Regions from separate parts of the Mus musculus genome. Here region 1 is linked to region 2. Evidence: chromatin contacts called from public Hi-C data. All regions are on one chromosome and are shown on one strand. Each heading gives the region's core, a stretch centred on a gene start, on an enhancer-like site or on the middle of the called end of the contact. The rest is flanking DNA. Distances are from core to core; before and after follow the strand shown.

Region 1 (3,905 bases), core at 665-3,164, 130 kb after region 2:
CATTTAAACCATCTCTTCCAAGTTTTCTGCTGACATTTAATGTCTGACCGGGTAGTATGAAGTTCCACGATATGCACATCTGCGTAAGATCTGCCAGCATAAACGTTTCATGTTAAAGGTAAGTGCTTTGGTTGCTTGCTTGTTGCAGACATATCCTACGACTTGTGGTTTGCCCTTAGTGGCTCTGCCTTGGTGTAGTAAACTGAAAAGTGTTACTCTAGTGGGCCAAGCAGTGAGCTCACGATTTGTTTTATTGTTAAAAGTGCCCTCCAGGCCAGAGCCCAGCTACTAGTCCAGTTCCCACACATGCTCAAGGACTGTAGTGTGTGCAACCTCAGCCACAGTGTGGGGAGGGTGAACAGGGATATTTCTATGGTGTGTTTATTATTTGACAGATAACAGTATCGAGACATGAAAAGGAGCTCATTCCATTAGCCACCTCTGAATTCAAGGCCAGCCATGTCTGTCTGCTATAGTGACTTCTGAGCTAGCTAGAGATGCATAGTGAGACTTGGTCAAAACAAACAGCAGCACACAACTGCTTCGTTATAAAAGTTTCATGTATAATTAATGATGAGAAACACCATTGCAGGGTATGAGGGGGGTTGACATGTCATGACTGCATTAAACAAGAACACTAAGTTGCTCTACAGAAAACCCTGTAGTATTGGGCACCCAGACAACAGGAAACAACGGGTGCTGCACCTGGGTTCGACCCCAGAACCCAGGCAAAGTGGAAGGAGACATCCAACTTGACAGTGTCCACTGAACCGTCTCTCAACACCGCATCCCCCCCACCCACCCACACACACACAATTTTTTTAATTAAAAAAAAAAGTCTAATCAAAGCTTCCAAGTGTGGCTGATCATCTCATTCCTTGAGACCTGGGGAATCTCTAAGGCCAGCCTTTCAGCAAGTTTCTGGGGACTTGCAAATGTGTCCTACACTTGTCAATGATTAAACAACTGTTACGTGCAAGGATTAAAGACTGTGTGCATGTAGTACAACGCATGAACTTGCAGTGCTCAGCATCCTGCTCCCCCACCTCCTGGAAGTGCTTACAAGAATGTTTGAGCACACATACAGAGCTTAGTCATACACAAGGGCTGTCTGGAGTCAGCCTGGGATAAAATGATGTTGCCTGCCTCCAGAGCCACCTCCGTGGGTCTATAGGAAGACACTTTAAAAAAAAAAGGGGACAGCCAGTTTCTCCTTATTAGTTCAAGATCATTTTTATACCTAGCTAAAGAAAGAACATGATGCTTCAACCATTGTAAAACAGATTTAACACTACCCATTTCTTTAATAATTGGCTCAGTGGCAAATGGTCTGCGTTGTTGTAGGACCACAATTGTCCATCTCGAAAACTCATCAAAATCCCCAGGTGGAATTCTATTCCATTGGCCAACAGTTTCCCACAGTTCCTCTGAAACCCACAAGCACCCGTCTGTTTTCTGCTTCTGTGACTATAGGTTCTTTCTCGAAGGGGAACCACACAATATTTGTCTTGGATGTGTTTTTTTTTTTTTTTCCTCAGCATAATGTCCCCAAAGCCCATCCATCCTGTAGTATGTATCAGACTTGTTTCCCCTTTCAGGGAATAATTTCTGTGCGTTCATTTCACATTGCCCATCTCTCTGGGTCCCCACCATCCTTTGTAGTTTTGTGAATCGCATTACTGTAGGCAGTTGGTACTCACACAAGTAGCATCTTACAGCGTTTGGACCCTGCCTCTTCTCCGCAGTCTCCTCCTTCACATACTGTTACTGTAGATGAGTCAGCCACCCGGTATAAAGATAATTTTTGCACACACACACACACACCCCTCCTCCCGACCCCCTTTATTGAACTTTACGCAATCTTCCTTGGCTGGACAAAGTCCAGCCATGATTATTTATAAACCATTCAAAGCTCATTAACAAAGCACAGCGCTCAGCAAGACACCTTTCTACCTCTGTCCCTGCTGGAAAGCACCAGGAAGAGCTACACAGGGTAGACATGGATGAGGACAAAGGCAAGAGAGACCCCATCCAAATGAGTTTGAAGGGATGCCGAACCAATAACGGGTTTGTCCAAAATGAAGACATTCCGGAGCAGGACCCAGACCCAGGCTCCAGGGACACCCCACAGCCCAACGCCGTGAGTATCCCTGCTCCAGAGGAGCCTCACCTAAAGGCGGTGCGGCCCTATGCAGGGATGCCCAAGGAAGTACTCTTCCAGTTCTCCGGCCAGGCTCGCTACCGGGTGCCCCGAGAGATCCTCTTCTGGCTCACCGTGGTTTCCGTGTTCCTGCTCATTGGAGCCACCATAGCCATCATCGTCATCTCTCCAAAATGCCTTGACTGGTGGCAAGCAGGTCCCATATACCAGATCTACCCGAGGTCTTTTAAGGACAGTGACAAGGATGGGAATGGAGACCTGAAAGGTGCGTGTTCGCCGCTCAGGACCAACTAGTGGAGGGTGGTTTGTGGCCCCATTCTGTGCCTGGCTTGTGTTGTAAGCACATTCCAGGGTGGCTGGCACCCATTTCCTGGGAGTTAATTCAAGCCCCACGCAGCAGAAGTCAGCAAGCCTTGCTCTTGATGCAAGGCTATCTGCTGAAGGCTTTAGAGCCACGGGGTTGTTGAATCTCTCGTCCACTAAACCCATGCACATGTTCACTCGTCGATCCTGAAATTTTGTAGCTCCGTGTTTCATCTGAGACTAGCTCTCCTGGCACAGGCACAGCTTGTAGTCTAGCTGAGAGTTTATTAATAAATACATCGTGTTATATAAATGTGATGTCTGCGGAAGGGGAAGACTCTTCAAGTTTCAATCCTGAGAGAGGAGAGCAAGCTAGAACCAACAGTGTGTTAGTTGTTGCCTAATAATGGATTTCCCACAGCAATAGCCATAGTAGTAGAAGAATAGAACCAAAATTTTGTATTTTTTAAAATTAAACTAAAAGTCCTATATGTAATTTCTTATCCTTATAATTGAATGCTCCATCGGTCATGTTAAGATTGAAACTGCTAGACAGTGGGCGTAAACTGGATTGGCTGGGTCACCGTGGTTTAGGACAGAATAGAGTTGGTTGCTATCCCTCTGCTTGTAATGAGTTCCAGGACATCCTGGACTAAACACACACACACACACACACACAGAGAGAGAGAGAGAGAGAGAGAGAGACAGAGAGAGAGAATATTTTTAAAGGGCGTGCAGTAAGAAGAGATAAACTAGGAAGGAAATTCTTTTCTTGCAATGATTATTTGTTTGAAGAAGAAACCAAGATGGTGTGGTAGAGTCAGTGCGTGAGCACACCCCCACCTCCTTAATGAAAGGCTTCTTTTTGTACCCTGTCCGGTTGTTTCCCTTTCTCTGACTTTTTCTCCTCACTCTCAGTGCTGTGGATGTGGATCCCAGGGCTGTGCCTACCACCGGCCTATTTCAGCAGCCTTTCCACTCTAAAAAATAATGCCTCCATCCTCACTGTCTATCTGTCCCCAGAGGCACAACTCAGAGCTGCCACCTTGATTAGGCTTTATCTTCCACCTTAATCACGGTCCCTTGCTACTTTGGATGGTTATGGCCTCTGTGAGCTTCTGTTGCCTCTCTTACTCAGCAAGTGTTGGTGAAGTTGGATTTTGACAACCCAGAACCAGGGACACACTTCTACCTCCTGGTCCTGCCTCTCTAGCCCACTCCTAGGTGTCTTCCAAGTTCCCACAAATACGCAGTTTCTAGACAGCTCTGTGTGTTCGTTTTTTGCTTTTTCACTGGGGAGCAGAATTCCTGTCCTCCAGGAGGTTCTGCTCCTTATGCTCAAGGGTTCTGTTATTCTGAGGAAATCACCCCAGCTTTGGCTTTAGTGTTGTCTTCTGTCTCTCCAAAGGTGGGACTGGGATCACTCAGTCCCTTGGTAGTG
Region 2 (3,428 bases), core at 370-2,869:
ACCCAGAGTGGACTTCCTCAAGGTAGGGGGAATGGAGGCTGAAGTCAGCCTGGGTTACAGACCTTGTTTTTAGGAGAGAGGGAAAGAGAAAGGCACACAAACACACACACACATGTACACACAGACACACACACACAGAGGTGGGGAGGGAGAGGGAGAGAGAGAGGCAAAGGGAGAGGGAGAGGAAATTCAACAGTCTCTCTTCTTTATACATTGTCATAATTTAAACATTACGCATGTACAAATTATTCCCTACACCACCAGCACCTGCTTTTTAAATCTTCAGAGCCCACATAGAAATGTAAGAAGGAAACGAGCTCTGCACAGTTGCCTTCTGACCTCCATGCTTGGGCAGCTGGCACACGCACTCTTTGCCCTCTGTCCCCAACATGATGTAAACTCACAAAAATAAATAAACAAAGGCAGATGCATTATTTCTCAATAACAGTAAAGGAGAATTCAGCACTCGTGCTCTCTCATTTTTCTCCATAATTCTTTCCATAAAATTCATTTTTGCTAAATCAGCACCTAGTGTTTACAAATGTAAACTACATGGACCATTTGTAGGGCACTGTGATTAAAATGTGTTATCGCTTTGTGTATCCTGAAGTTAATAATTATCATGGTTTTCATTAGTGACTATTTTAGATTTCTTCCTTTGCAGTCACCTTTGGCCAAAAATACTGTCCTTGTGACCTGATTTCTCTTTGCAAAGGCCAAATTTAGCTGACACCCTGAGATTTCAGCCCCCAGATGCCATCTAGTTTTTGACTCATTGAGAACGCTGTAGCCTGGAGGCATAGCCCATTTCCCATGAGTGACTTTATTTCCCCCCAATGGGTCATTATTCAGTCAGAGGCTCCATTTAACCTGAATACTGAACTGCAGCCAGGTATGTTGACAGGCACCTATAGTCCCAGCTACTTACAAGGTTGAGGCAGGAGGATTGCTTGACCCTGGGAGGTCGGAGCTAGACTGGGCAACACAAGACAAGACTATATCAAACTTATGAATCAAAACATATGCACAATCAGCAGAGAGTCTTCGCAGAAGGGCTGCTCTCTCTAAGCGTGCTGGCTCCTGAGGTGCTGATCGAAGCACCCTGGCTGAGCCGACTTAAGCTCTGTGCTGGTGGGGGGTTGGGGGGGAGGATGCTTAATCACAGGAGCTTCCAGGTGGAAACTGGTGTTAGCCCATTAAGCCTGAGTCTGTCTGTCCCTTTGGAGCAGGGGAAGGTAGGATTTCTTCTCACCCAACATTAAGGCAACAAAGAATTGAGGCAAAGCAGTCTACTTCATCAGACTGCAAATCACCCAGATCCTTCCCCAAACCTAAGGACTCCCACTTCAGTGAACCAGAAGTAGGCACAGATCCTGAAACTCCCTGGGTGCTGTTTCCAGAAGTTCATCTTTGGCTTTCTGGGAAGTTCTGCCCACTTCTCAATGTAGAACATGTGGGTTTGTGAGACAGACACACCCCACACTCTGAATTCACTGAATTTAGTTTTAGAGTTCGAAACACAGGACTCACTGAGATGTTGGAATAGGAGGTGTGCGTGTCTACCCATCTTCCCAGGGATACATGTCTCATGTTAATACTTAACTAGGTCTCCAGTGCTCTGAGCACACACACTGTCTGCTGCAGGTAGGGGGAAGAGGGCAGGTGGCACTGGGAAAGCTGACCTAGGATTAAAAGTTAATTGTGCTTAGTTTTCAAATTAGATCGTTGTAGGCAGATGGCTATGAATTTTAATGCGACTGCATATTTAAATATTTGAGGAGATTTAAACTCTAGTATTCGCCAACTGGGCAATTGATGGACTCACATTTCAGCTTTAGTTCTAACTCATCACAAGTGGAATTACAGGGCTAGGAAAACTCCACCAGCCATCCACAGCTGGAAAGAACCACGCCCAAAGCCAACCAAAGCAGTAGGAATCCCTGACACGTTTTAAAAAGCTTCTAATTTAAGGTATTCCACCGTTGTCTTCCTTGGGAGTGAATTCTGCTGCTCTGCCTTCCGTTCAATTAGTCTCTGCTCTTGTTTCTCTCTGTCCTCTGTGCTCCATGCAGCTGGACAGACAGAGAAGCCTTCTGCCCTCCACCCCATACTCCCAACAGTGTCAGGTCTTGGCATCTGTATGAGGCTGCCATCCTGTCCCATGCAGTCAGACATGCTAGATGGGGCACACCTGTAGGGAGACACAGGGGAAAGAAAGGGAACTTGGGGGGGGGGTGTTGGGGTACAGCGTTCCCACATTAGGGGTAGGATTCTAGGCCGAAAGGAACTAACTCAATCCCACAGGAATGTTCAGGCTTTTTAAAAACCCAGCACTCAGGGATAAGAAACCTGGGACAGTGACACTAGGCCTACTGTGTGGGCAGTGTTATATAGCAGGGGGAGAGCCCAAGCAGCATCAATGAAGCCTGAAGCACAGGACCAGAGAATCCATGGAACGCATTTGCCAGTGAATGAGGGCACAGAGAATTTCTATTTATTTATTTAGGGGAAACTGGTAAGAGTAAGTGTCCTAAGTCACTGTTCTATTACTGTGAAGAGACACCATGACCAAGGCAAATCTTATAAAAAGAAAGCATCTGCGATGATTTGAGTATGCCTAGACTAGGGACTGGCACTATTTTGGAGTAGGTGTGTCACTGTGGGCATGGACTCAACCTAGCTGCCTGGAAGCAAGTCTTCTCCTGTCGACCTTAAGATGAAATGTAGAACTCTTAGCTCTACCTGCCTGGATGCTGTCACATTCTTGTCTTGATGATACTGGACTGAACCTCTGAACCTGTAAGCCAGCCCCAATTAAAGGTTGTCCTTTATAAGAGTTGCCTTGGTCATGGTATTTGTTCATAGCAGTAAAACCCTCACTAAGACAGCCTTTAATCGGGGGGCTGAGGTGGAAACATCTGGTTTCTGGGGAAAGTCAGTTATGTCAAAGAACGTTTCACTGAAGCAGACACAGGTAAACGGATGTTTTGCCTAAGCAAGCACGTGAAAGGATGTGTGATGAAGGGTTCTTTGCTAATGACACACATGTATTGGTTCACCTTACACTGCGTTGTGGCGCTCTATTAATTATAACTCCATAGAGAGAAATGCACCAAAAAACATACAGTGGTGTTCTGGCAGCTTCTTGCCGCTTCTGTGGACTCGGGCCAATTGACGGCATGATAGCAGATTTTGCTAAGACAGTCTCACGTGGAATGAGGCAAGATCTATGGGAGGACACGTGAAGTCTGGAGTAGGTACTAATAGGACCCAGAGGACAGTGATGCAGGCTTGCATAGCTAGCTTTGCAAGGTTTGTTGGTTTCAAGTCTTATTCTTTGCTGATCTTCACTTTATTAAGAGAGGCACGGCAAAGAGCTTCTCCTGGTGTCCCTGTTTGTCCTAATGGCTTCTGCTGACTCATGCTGA

What was found. A called contact is a pair of places that touch in the nucleus more often than the background predicts.
Region 1: a Hi-C map of liver shows a contact between it and region 2, with 7 times the contacts expected there. The contact joins the promoter of Slc3a1 here to the enhancer-like site in region 2. A contact is called at or near these places in 10 of 39 promoter capture datasets (the 3T3-L1 cell line, the HPC-7 cell line, HPC-7-derived erythroid cells and 6 more), 20 of 484 Hi-C or Micro-C datasets (CD4 T cells, CD8 T cells, the G1E-ER4 cell line and 12 more), 1 of 115 datasets of contacts at active chromatin or transcription factors (intestinal villus epithelium) and 3 of 9 other capture datasets (adipose tissue, liver and pancreatic islet).

The regions. Positions count from the first base shown.
Region 1 is chr17:85,026,433-85,030,337 of GRCm38.p6, forward strand. It overlaps Slc3a1 (solute carrier family 3, member 1), which reads left to right and starts at 1,915. Exons shown (of 10, transcript NM_009205.2): 1 at 1,915-2,426. The coding sequence starts at 2,000.
Region 2 is chr17:84,895,167-84,898,594 of GRCm38.p6, forward strand. No RefSeq gene overlaps it. Among named protein-coding and RNA genes, the nearest start is that of 1110020A21Rik, 61 kb to the right of the region's middle. Within about 2 kb of position 1,620, at least 8 of the 459 cell types and tissues checked have an H3K27ac peak or open chromatin away from gene starts, as enhancers often do. A contact at or near this core is called in liver and pancreatic islet, where this site is marked.